Regions from separate parts of the Rattus norvegicus genome. Here region 2 is linked to region 1. A link is a contact called in public Hi-C data. All regions are on one chromosome and are shown on one strand. The core of a region is the stretch at or near the end of the contact, and the rest is flanking DNA. Distances in the headings are between cores, read along the strand shown.

Region 1 (3,207 bases), core at 218-2,717:
TGAACATAGTGGAGCACGTGTCTCTTTTATATGTTGAGGCATCTTTTGGGTATATGCCCAAGAGAGGTATAGCTGGATCCTCAGGCAGTTCAATGTCCAATTTTCTGAGGAACCTCCAGACTGATTTCCAGAATGGTTTTACCAGTCTGCAATCCCACCAACAATGGAGGAGTGTTCCTCTTTCTCCACATCCTCGCCAGCATCTGCTGTCACCTGAGTTTTTGATCTTAGCCATTCTCACTGGTGTGAGGTGAAATCTCAGGGTTGTTTTGATTTGCATTTCCCTTATGACTAAAGATGTTGAACATTTCTTTAGGTGTTTCTCAACCATTCGGCATTCCTCAGCTGTGAATTCTTTGTTTAGCTCTGAACCCCATTTTTAAATAGGGTTATTTGTTTCCCTGCAGTCTAACTTCTTGAGTTCTTTGTATATTTTGGATATAAGGCCTCTATCTGTTGTAGGATTGGTAAAGATCTTTTCCCAATCTGTTGGTTGCCGTTTTGTCCTAACCACAGTGTCCTTTGCCTTACAGAAGCTTTGCAGTTTTATGAGATCCCATTTGTCGATTCTTGATCTTAGAGCATAAGCCATTGGTGTTTTGTTCAGGAAATTTTTTCCAGTGCCCATGTGTTCCAGATGCTTCCCTAGTTTTTCTTCTATTAGTTTGTCCACTCTATTTTTAAAATAAATGGTGTGAAATAATTGAGTGTAAACGTCCTGAACCCAACAGATTTTTACTGAGTTAAAAGTTTGATCTGTGAGAACACATACCACCTGTACTCTATTGAATTGATCAAACACAAGAGGGAGAATACTACGAGAAAAGCTAAAGCCACCAACTAGTGGAAGTAATTGATGGAGTTGTCCTTGTGAAAACCTTAGTTGTGAAAACCTTGGCTTCAAAAAGGAAGATGGGCAGGCGTTGTGATTTGCGCAATTAATTTCAGCATTGAGGCGGCGAAGGTAGAGAACTGCGCCGGTTTAAGAGCAAGCTCAGCCTGGGCTACATAGACTATCAAGCCTCGGGCTTCCCCTATCATTCCATTCCCCAACATAAAATAGAAGAGAGGTGACAAGAAACTAAGAAAACTGGAATTTGAAAACAACAAACAAACAAAAACCTGCATGGGTATTGAACAATTTGAAAACCGTGATATTGGGAAGTGAAGTGTTGGTAGGGTGGCCTGCTGGTGTTCGCCCAAGCAATGGCTGGGTTAAGATTCCAGCAGCACCTGTTTTGGCTTCCTGCTCTATCTGCCGTTACACAAGCACAGACTCTCGAACGCCGAGCTGTGGGAATGTTTTGCTACCCTGGAGAGAGGGGCAAATCAAAACAAAATCCTACAGGAATTAAGGAGAGAAACACTATAAACCAGTCCCCAACAAGCGCCCTAGTTCTTCGGTACTGCCAGGCAGAAAGGGACAGGGCTTTTGCGTCATAAGTCAGCGCCGGAAGTTGGCGAAGCAGCGCCGGTAGTGTCTCTTGCTTCTAAGAGCCGGAGAAAGCGTTTGCGTGCACAGAGGAGGGACGCTTTCCGGAGCTGCGGAGGTAAGGGATCGGCGGGTGATTTGGGAGGTAAATTGGAGGCAAAACTAGGAGAGACACCTGGCTTTAAAATATCCCTGGACGACCGAGAGCGGTAGCACACGCCTGCCATCTGAGCGCTTGGGAAGCAGAGGTAGGAGAATTCTGCCATCAACAAGCACCTTGACTTTCAATCTAAGGCTACAAAGTGAGTTCTCGGCTAACCTGAATTACAAAGTGAAGACTCTCAAAGCCTTCTTAAAGAACCAAATGCGAAAATAAAGATCCCCGGTGGAGTTAATGTTGAGACAAGCTTTGACGGAGCTACTGCTCCCAGCTCAAATCGGAATTCCTTTGCGGAGTGATACTGGACAAACCAACATGTCCTTAGCCTCCGTTTCTTCGTGTGTAATACCCTCTAGGATCCTGAAGAGTAATAAACATTCATAATGTATTTACTATTGTTGAAAATGTGCTGTATCCTTCAGACCCAGCCCACATCACTGTTTAGGGGAAGTAGATAATTACTTTTTTTTTTTTTTTAATTTCCCCATCCGTAATATTGGGTATTGATTCTTGGGCTTCTGCACACTAGGCAAACATTCTACTGAGGTTTTCCTCTTTGGTCGGAAAATCAGAACCTCGTATAGCTTCTGAGAAAAAGATAAATCAAATGGGGCATGTTTTGTGCGAAGGCCCTGTTACTCAGTCTTTGGCTCTCATTTCAGGCACGAACAATGGACACCCAGAAAGATGTTCAACCACCAAAGCAGCAGCCAATGATATATATTTGTGGAGGTAAGATTAACATTTAAATAATGCTTTACTTAGGAACGCCCCCCCCTCCCATTAAAAAGAATCCTTCCATACATGAGTACAAATCTTTAAAATTATAACGTGGAGCACTTTAGCGATTGTTAATTTTAAAATCCCTCTACCTTATTAAGATTTCTTCCTTTTATCTGGAAAAGGTGTACTGCCTACAGCTCTTCTTTCTCCTTGGTCTGTTCAGTAATAAGAATGTACTTGGATGTTTTGGTGCCCTGGTTTCCTCCTGTTTTTAATATGTTGTTACTGTTTGCTTCCCTGGAGTGTTTCTCTTTCAGGCTTTGAATAAATGTGCTTTCTTTCCCAGAGTGTCACACCGAAAATGAAATAAAATCCAGGGATCCAATCAGATGCAGAGAATGTGGATACAGAATAATGTACAAGAAAAGGACTAAGAGATGTATCCTTTTAAGTATACTTTTTAAATGTGAAGAGGAAGTAACTAATACTTGGGTTGATAAAGACTAAGATCTGGGGCTGGAGAGATGGCTCAGTGGTTAAGAGCACTGACCACTCTTACAGAGGTCCTGAGTTCAAGTCCCAGCAACCACATGGTGGCTCAACCACCTAGTAATGGGATTTGATTCCTTCTGGTGTGTCTGAAGACAGTGACAGTGTACTCACATACATGAAATAAATAAATCTTTAAAAAAAAAAAGACTAAGATCTGATCAAAGTAGTAATAACTTTTGGATTATTTTTTAAGCAGAGTGCATGTGGACTTATTGAGAACTGAAAGAGTGGAGCCTCCACAGGAGGTATACCCAGATTAATTATTTTAATAGGATTTATTTTTCCCAAAACTTGTGGGGTAGAGACAGGCAGCTCCTTGTGAATTCCAGGCCAGTCTGGT
Region 2 (3,207 bases), core at 460-2,959, 310 kb after region 1:
TCAAATCAACCTATTCTGAAACAGTGAGAACCCAGGACATTTAACCTTACTACCACCACAAAGCTTAATGAACAAACATACTTCTCTTTAAAGTAAACCGACAGTGGCACAGGCATAATGTCATAGCATAAGTCTAAGAGAAACCAGTTCAGGCTACAAATTTTATCAATAAGCAGAAATCTTTTTTTTTTTTCCACCATTATAAGAAACTTTGTATGGAAGAGAAACTTCCACACTATCTAACTTTATTTCTGTATATTTTCTTCAAGAGGTACAATTTATGAGTCCTATATATTTTGCACAATAATTGCCTAGGTATTTACTACTATGAATTTTTTTTTATTAACTTGAGTATTTCTTATATACATTTCGAGTGTTATTCCCTTTCCCGGTTTCCGGGCAAACATCCCCCTCCCCCCTCCCCTTCCTTATGGGTGTTCCCCTCCCAACCCTCCCCCCATTGCCGCCCTCCCCCCATAGACTAGTTCACTGGGGGTTCAGTCTTAGCAGGACCCAGGGCTTCCCCTTCCACTGGTGCTCTTACTAGGATATTCATTGCTACCTATGGGGTCAGAGTCCAGGGTCAGTCCATGTATAGTCTTTAGGTAGTGGCTTAGTCCCTGAAAGCTCTGATTGAATAAGCAGAAATCTTAAGAAACACTACCTTTGGGGTTGGGGATTTAGCTCAGCGGTAGAGCGCTTGCCTAACGAGCGCAAGGCTCTGGGTTTGGTCCCCAGCTCCAAAAAAAAAAAAAAAAAAAAAAAAAAGAAAAGAAAAAAAAATAAAGAAAGAAAAAAGAAACACTACCTTTGGAAGGTAAAGGGTGCTGGCGTGAAGTCTTGTGTGTCTCTGATTCCACTTACTCTGCCAACTGTCTGGCCTTGGACAGGTTAATTTAGACTCTGTGCCTCAGTTTATCTGCAAATCAGAGATGGTACTTGTGAGGGCTGTTGCAAAGACTTTAAAAGGGCACATTAGTGGGCACAATATCCGACATGAAGACAGCCAGTTGCTACTGCAACATAAAAACCACCATACCACTGAGAGCGCCCTTGGGAAGCGCCTAAGTACCATGCCACATTCTGAAGAGTGAGCAGTGTCCCTTACTCTTCAATAGTACACACTTACTACATTCCTCAGCCAATTCGAGATTCTGTGGAATGCTGTTAAGAATAAATGTTTTCTTCTCCGGAGAGAAACCAACTGCTTTTTAATGACGCGTGTCAAAGTATGAAAGTTGATGATCGCCTGAGGCCTAAGCACAAAATGTGCAAACCTTGTCTCACCGAGAATGCCCTGGGCAGTGTGACAGTCTGGGCAGATCACACGGACCTCCACAGTGCCCACGCTCGCCAGGGCTGCGGACTCCTCGTGACCAGCTAAGGACATGACAATTCCTAACTATGCTCTGCATCCCGGCCTGGGAAGGACGTCGCCATAGGGCTGGGGCGTGGGCTGCCAGGAGACTCCGAAATATCCGTGGGCATCCTCCGTGCAATCTCCCAGGCCTGACCTAGGCCCTCCCGCCATCATCGCCCGCGGCTAAGCCGCTCGGACCCGCACCGGGCTCCACGGCCCTTAGGGCAGGTGTCACTCGCTCCAGTCCAGCTGCTGCCCACAGCCCCGGCCCAGGTACCTGATCCTGAAGGAGCAATGAAGGCAGCAGCTCCTCCTCTCCAGTGACTGAGGGCGGGGCGCTGGCGGCCACAGAGGTGGAGCTCACGCGGGGCAGAGCGGCCTTGCACCTCGTGACGGCGCGCCCCCTGCAGGCGGGAGGCTCACATGGCGGCGGCTCGCCCTCTTACCAGCATCGTGCACTTTCACCTCTTTTTCTAAATACATGTCCCATTGACTCCACTAAGTAGAAATTTAAAAGGCAGAAACAAATATGTTAAGTGCCACGCGCATTAATTTGTTTCCGGCTACAGGGAAGATCTGAATCCACTTGTTAGCAAATCATGGCTTACAAGTCTACTTTAATATTCGATCCTACCGAGTTATTATTCAGATTGAATGCTTACGCCTTATTTATAAGTCCTTGACTTATCGTGACTTGTGTACAATCAAACCTGAAAATGATGATACACCCATGTACTGGAACATTCTTTCACATAGCTTCTCTCTCTCTCTCTCTCTCTCTCTCTCTCTCTCTCTCTCTCAACTCCAGTCATACAACCAAGGTGACTTCTTTTAAACACTGTTCTCTGAGTTCTAGTACCATCTACCCCACCAGATGACCCTGTAGAAGGTCATCTGTTCAAGAATTAAGTCTAAATCCGTCGTGCACCCCCCCTGCCCCCGCAATGTCAAATCGGTGTTTAGGATTATTGCCTGACTTGAAGAAATCTCACATTTCCTTCACTTAAGAATTATAAAAAGGCTGGAGAGATAGCTCAGTTGGTAAAGGACTTGCATTGCAAGCTTAAAGACCTGAGGTCAATCCCCAGAATCCGAATAAAAAGCCAAGCATGCTGGCTATGTGCGGTTCTGGCCCGTGGGAGATATCTGATTTCAGGGGGTCTCCCTGGCCAGCCAGCACAGCCTGTGCTACTCATGGAGTTCTGGGCCTCAATGAGAGTCCTGTCTCAAAAAAACCAAGATGGTTGGCTCTTATGGTATGTCACCTGAGGCTGACCTCTGGTCTCCATGAACAAGTGCACATAAGTATTTGCACACTTGGGTTCGTGCATGCATGCGCTCATGTGCACACAGACACAGGCCACACACAGAGGCACTCACGCACACACACATGTACATACACTGAATCTAAGATACCAGGGCGGGGTGAGCTCAGCAATCCCCAGGGCCGCCAATCATCTTAGGCTATTTAACATTTACTTGAACAGTGACTGATCATAAATATTCTGTAAATTGGGGATACATTAATCAATTAGTCAATATCTCCATATATGCCCATCCACTGTGTCAAGGCACTGGGTAATTTAAATGGTAATTCTATTCATATAATTTATCTTTCCCTGGTTGGTATATCAAACAACTTGAGAGGGTATTGAATGCCTGTATTCTAATTTATCTTTTCTTTTTCGTGAATTATGGCTTCGTTCAACAGGGAAAATTTAAGGACTGTGAAGACAGCTTTTTTTCCCTCCTCTGACGAGACTAAGGAAATGGACTTCGAGTTGCCTGTGCCCTCTGACTCCTTGTCCCCATGTCTGGGTACTTGACATGGTGGGGACTGAACATCT

What was found. A called contact is a pair of places that touch in the nucleus more often than the background predicts.
Region 2: a Hi-C map of kidney shows a contact between it and region 1, with 8 times the contacts expected there. The contact joins the promoter of Ankrd46 here to the promoter of Polr2k in region 1. A contact is called at or near these places in 12 of 12 Hi-C or Micro-C datasets (the A7r5 cell line, the Rat2 cell line, Schwann cells and 7 more) and 1 of 1 datasets of contacts at active chromatin or transcription factors (oligodendrocytes).

The regions. Positions count from the first base shown.
Region 1 is chr7:69,239,766-69,242,972 of GRCr8, forward strand. It overlaps Polr2k (RNA polymerase II, I and III subunit K), which reads left to right and starts at 1,468. Exons shown (of 4, transcript NM_001282325.1): 1 at 1,468-1,550; 2 at 2,255-2,324; 3 at 2,662-2,754. The coding sequence starts at 2,264.
Region 2 is chr7:69,551,568-69,554,774 of GRCr8, forward strand. Ankrd46 (ankyrin repeat domain 46) reads right to left here and starts at 1,710. Exons shown (of 5, transcript NM_001013948.2): 1 at 1,638-1,710; 2 at 809-919.